Regions from separate parts of the Mus musculus genome. Here region 2 is linked to region 1. A link is a contact called in public ChIA-PET data. All regions are on one chromosome and are shown on one strand. The core of a region is the stretch at or near the end of the contact, and the rest is flanking DNA. Distances in the headings are between cores, read along the strand shown. Region 1 holds the start of Lpcat4 (lysophosphatidylcholine acyltransferase 4). Region 2 overlaps Aven (apoptosis, caspase activation inhibitor).

Region 1 (2,662 bases), core at 97-2,596:
TCTTGTGGATACAATCAATGGTGTAAGTGATAAAGTTGTAGGAAGCTGAGGCAGAATCTAGACAGAAGTGTCTTCTGGCTCCCTACCTAACCCCACCCCACCCCACCCCACCCCCACCCCCCGCAATGTCCTCTTTCTCCCGCTCCTATCTCCTGGATTTTATTTCTTAAAATTCTCAAATCAGATTTGTAGGATGACCCGTCCCATAGAGTGTCCCATAGAGTTGTTTGCCACTGCCAACAAATCTGATGACCTGAGTTCGATTCTTGAGACCCAGAAAGTAGAAAAAGAGAACATCCCTGCAAGTTGTCCTATGACCTACACGTCCTCGTCACTTTCATCCTGGGCTCCGAAAATATCCCAAGTTAACGAACAACTCAATTTGTCTCGAAAAACAAAATAAAAGAGAGAGGGGAGGGTATGGGGGGGGGGGGCAAACATCCTTAGCTCTTTCCCTCGTTTTCTTGCTTCAACACCCATTCAGTTTTTACCTTTCAGTAAGAGAAGGAAGACAAGGTGAATTGAACTCAGCTTATTTTCATAAATAACGACTCTTACCTCCTTCCCTGTGCACTACATATTTGATAGTGTTAGCAGCTATGGGTTTCAAAGTCCACTCAATTCCCCAGTGCCCCATCAGTTAGGCTGTAGTACAGTGTGTTTTTAGAGCATTAGGGTTTTGCAGGTGACAGGAACTTAGGTGACCTCCATATTCCACAGGGAGACCAGTAGAGAAGCTAAGATTGCTACCTCTCCCGAGCCGGGCTTTGCCGTACTGGGGGACGTACACCCGCTAAGAATCGAGGGATGCAAGCGCGCGGGTGACGGTGGTCCACGCAGCCCGGCACGCTCGGACGCCAAGAGCTGCGACGCGCAGTACGGCCGCGAGAGGGCGCGGGCTCCATTATGGCGGCACGCCGACCGGGAAGGAAAGCGGTGGTCCGCCCCGGAGATGGGGAAAGTGGGGCCGAGGAGCGGCGGGACCAGGGGCGCCCAGCCTCCTTCCGCAGCTGCCGGCCTCGGCAACCTGCCCTGACACAGGGCTCCACCCCGTCTGCGCTCGCAGGGTGGCCACAGCATCCGGAAAGTGACCAGGGCGCTCCCCTACGCGCCCACCTCTCTGCCCCGCTTCCAGCCGGAGACCCTGGGAAAGGGGCAGCCAGGTCCTCGGGGCGCCACGCTCCGAATGGCGCGAGGGGCCGCGGAGAACGCGGCTGAACGGGGACGCCGGAGAGCCGCAAGCCCCGCCCCGCGGCCGGCGCCCTGACAACGCGAGCGGCCCGGGCGGCGCCGCCGCTCTCCGCCCCTCGGCCGGCACCAGGCGGGGCTGGGACCAGAGCGCCGCCGCTGCCAGTGCCGCACGAGCCGCGCTGCTCTGCAGAGCCGGACCGGGAGCGGGGCCCGGGCCGGGAGCGGGGGGTCGCGGCCCTCGCTCGACCTTCTCCCACCATGAGCCAGGGAAGTCCTGGGGCCTGGGCCCCCCTGGATCCCACCTCTGGGTCCTCTGCGTCCCCAAACCCGTTCGTGCATGAGTTACACCTCTCCGGCCTCCAGAGGGTTAAGGTAAGGTGTGGGCAGGGGACGTGTGGAAGACTGGTTGGAATGGAGAGACCCAGTGATGAGATGGGCAAGGGGGTGCCAGAGGAGGTGGATGAGAAGCTTGTGGGGAGGGAGTTAGGGGGCGCGCACGTGGGGGCGGCTGGGGGTGGGTAGGCGAGGAGCCTTGGTGAGGACTCCAGCTTAGGCGATAGACGAGCTCACAAGTGAGGAAGAAATGAGTGGGAGAGGGAGCACTGAAGGAGACCCAAGGATAGGAGAGATGGAGGGCACTGGGGAATGCGGATTACATCCTACGGAGGTTGACGGGCTAGGATGGAGCTGAAGGCTACGGAAAGCCCAGGGTGGGGGCAGGGGCGTGCTCAGCGATCGGGGCTTCGACTTAAACGGTTTGGACCCAGAGACTGCGTCCTTGTGCCCTTCCAACACCTCCTCTTTCCGCCACCACCACCCCCCCCCCCCCGTGTCACTGCAGCACCTACTGGTGGGGGCAGGGAGGCTGGGAGGTGGGTTAGCTACAGGAAGTAGAGGGACGCACCACCCTAGGGTAGCCAGGAGGTGGTGTGGGGAGGAAGTGTCCAAGGTTTCTGTTGTGATCACCTCCCGTGAGGTCGGCCCCCGGGGGCTAGGTTTATTTACCTGCTCAATCCTAAGGAAGCCTCTGGAGTCACCCTGGCACTTGGCAACCCTTACCTTGCGGAATAGGGCTGAGTGTTACCGAAGGATTGCTGTTCTGCAGTACTAGGCTAGGGATTGATTGACCCGAGGTTTGAAAAGTGGATCTCTGTGTTTCCAGCCATCTGCTCCTTGGGCCCAAAGTGTTGAAAGCCCTGCACAGGGTTTGTTTGACATAGGAGCTATTTATGGAATGGGATGGGATGTTGGGAAGAACTGTCTCTAACCTACATCAAACACAGTGCTGGACACCTTCCCTGCATTTTCTCATTAAATCCTCTTTTCTTTTTTTCTTTTGGGGGTGGGGAGGTATTGCCCTGTGTAGCCCTGGCTGTCCTAGAACTTGTTCTGTAGAGAAGACTGGCCTGGAACTCACAGAGATCCACCAGACTCTACCTCCTGAGTGCTGGGATTAAATGCTTGGGCCACC
Region 2 (2,662 bases), core at 71-2,570, 270 kb after region 1:
TCAGGGAGTCGTTCGTCTGCAGGCGGCTAGTCTGTTATGAATGCTCAGGGACTCTGGAATAGTGGCAATTGCAGGGTCCTCGGTTCTCCCCAGGTCTCCTGCCTTTCATTTCACTGTTGGTTTTACTGCAGCAGCAGGCTCTCAGGTCACAGTTGTGTTTTATATCAGAATCATTATCTTGCTCAGGTATACATTTTACCTTGTGCTTTAGCTGCTTAGAGATTTCAAGCTAACTGGAGAAGCTTCTATGAACTTACTCCATGGGACAATAAAAGAATATTAGGCTTTCCCACGCTAACCCTGCTCACACTTTGAGTGCTCGTTCTAGCCCCCAAGCCCTCATCAGTCTCTGGTATTAGTCACTCATTAGCAGATCTCACTCACTAAATAACTTAACTCAGCCAGCATCTTTGGGCCTTCAGAAGTTTATAGAGATGGCAGCCTCTAGGCTTCAGGCCACATTTTGTAATCTCTAGATTTTGATATAAATGGCCATTTTCTTTTTTTTGTTTTTCTTTTTGTTTTTGTTTTTCGAGACAGAGTTTCTCTGTATAGCCCTGGCTGTCCTGGAACTCACTTTGTAGACCAGGCTGGCCTCGAACTCAGAAATCCACCTGCCTCTAATTATTATTATTTTTTCGAATTTTCTTGTTTTTATAGTGAGACTTATGATATTTGAGGGCTGAAAGAGATCTTGGAAGGCCTATTTAGTCCATCCTTTTAGGAAACTTTATGCAGTTTCATTTAGGTGAGAATTATTGACTAATATGAAATTTGTTGGGTGAATGGTTGATGACCAAAGTAAAGTTGCAGAAATGTCCTAAATAGAAATGGGGTCATATCTGTACTGTGAGTGGGCAGACCCGCCACTCAGCCCTCTGTCAGTTCACATTGTTAGTTGTGCTGGGGTTTCCTTTTGTCTGTCTGTCAACTGATGTGTTGTAACTATGTTCAGGTGACCACATACAGTATATTTTAGTCAAGACCTATTTGACTGAGCATTAAGCAACATTGGAAATTAAAAACAAATCTATAAGTAATTTAAGAAAAGCAAGGAAAAAGCCAGACAGAAGATGGACTCTTCTGCATGCTCCCAGGCCAGGCCTTGTCAATAAATTGACACAATATAAAGAAAGCGTGTGCTGGTAGCTTCTAATGATGTAGGGTAAGGGGCAGGTAGAACCCATTGGGAACTTGCTGTAAGAAATAAGCTTTAAAGGAGTTTGTTTTGGAGGGCGTGGGTCTAGAAGTAGTCTGTGTGGTTTGGGCGTGGTGGCATATGCCTGTGACCTCAGTGCTGGGGGGTGGGGGGAGGGCGGGCTGAAACATCTGAATCTGAGAGCCTGAGCTTCATGATAAGATTTTCTCAGAAACAGAACAGGACCAGCCCTTTCAACAGTGTGTGAGTGTGTGTGTATGTGTGTGTGTGTGTGTGTGTGTGTGTGTGTGTGAGACATAGAAAATGAAATGTATTGAAATGGAAAGGTAGACATGCTGACTTAATAAAATTGGTTACCAAAAAATAAAATGTATTAATATAATAGAGGAATGAACTGGGAATATGTGTCCTTTGGTACTCTCTAGGTGATGAAAGGGGTTTTTCTAGGTGGTACTTGGGACTTTGAATGTAGGTCCTTGTGTGTACTATACAAGTAGCCTAAATGTGGGTTTTAAATTTTATCTTAATTTTCATCTTCATCATCTTCTACATTTCTGTGTTAGTAAAGTGCTTTAAAAATACTTTAGTTGATTTTTTGAGAATTTCACATAATGTGTTTTGATCATATTCATCCCTTAAATTTGACCCTGACCCCTTCCAGATCCTCCCCCACCTCCCTGTTCTCCCCTCAACCCCAGTAATCTATTGAGTCCAATTGGTGCTGCCCATAAACTCCTTTTTTTTTTTCTTTTTTTTTTTTCCATTTTTATTAGGTATTTAGCTCATTTACATTTCCAATGCTATACCAAAAGTCCCCCATACCCACCCACCCCCACTCCCCTACCCGCCCACTCCCCCTTTTTGGCCCTGGCGTTCCCCTGTACTGGGGCATATAAAGTTTGCGTGTCCAATGGGCCTCTCTTTCCAGTGATGGCCGACTAGGCCATCTTTTGATACATATGCAGCTAGAGTCAAGAGCTCCGGGGTACTGGTTAGTTCATAATGTTGTTCCACCTATAGGGTTGCAGATCCCTTTAGCTCCTTGGGTACTTTCTCTAGCTCCTCCATTGGGAGCCCTGTGATCCATCCAATAGCTGACTGTGAGCATCCACTTCTGTGTTTGCTAGGCCCCGGCATAGTCTCATAAGAGACAGCTACATCTGGGTCCTTTTGATAAAATCTTGCTAGTGTATGCAATGGTGTCAGCGTTTGGATGCTGATTATGGGGTGGATCCCTGGATATGGCAGTCTCTACATGGTCCATCCTTTCATCTCAGCTCCAAACTTTGTCTCTGTAACTCCTTCCAAGGGTGTTTTGTTCCCACTTCTAAGGAGGGGCATAGTGTCCACACTTCAGTCTTCATTTTTCTTGAGTTTCATGTGTTTAGGAAATTGTATCTTATATCTTGGGTATCCTAGGTTTTGGGCATAAACTCCTGATAGTGAGGCTCTCCAGCGGAGCATGGTGAGCCTACCAGGAGCCACAGCCTTAAAGGAAGCTGA

What was found. ChIA-PET counts read pairs in DNA pulled down with a chosen protein or histone mark.
Region 2: an RNA polymerase II ChIA-PET map of memory CD8 T cells shows a contact between it and region 1, with 9 read pairs. The contact joins the enhancer-like site here to the promoter of Lpcat4 in region 1. A contact is called at or near these places in 7 of 39 promoter capture datasets (the C10 cell line, the HPC-7 cell line, embryonic stem cells and 4 more), 1 of 15 datasets of contacts at CTCF or cohesin (embryonic stem cells), 3 of 115 datasets of contacts at active chromatin or transcription factors (embryonic stem cells and memory CD8 T cells) and 2 of 9 other capture datasets (adipose tissue and liver).

The regions. Positions count from the first base shown.
Region 1 is chr2:112,238,495-112,241,156 of GRCm38.p6, forward strand. Lpcat4 (lysophosphatidylcholine acyltransferase 4) reads left to right here and starts at 1,347. Exons shown (of 14, transcript NM_207206.2): 1 at 1,347-1,563. The coding sequence starts at 1,450. It overlaps Gm52523, which reads right to left and starts at 1,569. Exons shown (of 2, transcript XM_030252294.1): 1 at 751-1,569. The coding sequence starts at 1,451.
Region 2 is chr2:112,509,046-112,511,707 of GRCm38.p6, forward strand. All of the region lies in intron 1 of Aven (apoptosis, caspase activation inhibitor), which reads left to right. It also overlaps a transcript of Chrm5 not described here. Among named protein-coding and RNA genes, the nearest start is that of Gm22676, 9.5 kb to the left of the region's middle. Within about 2 kb of position 1,321, at least 39 of the 459 cell types and tissues checked have an H3K27ac peak or open chromatin away from gene starts, as enhancers often do. A contact at or near this core is called in memory CD8 T cells, where this site is marked.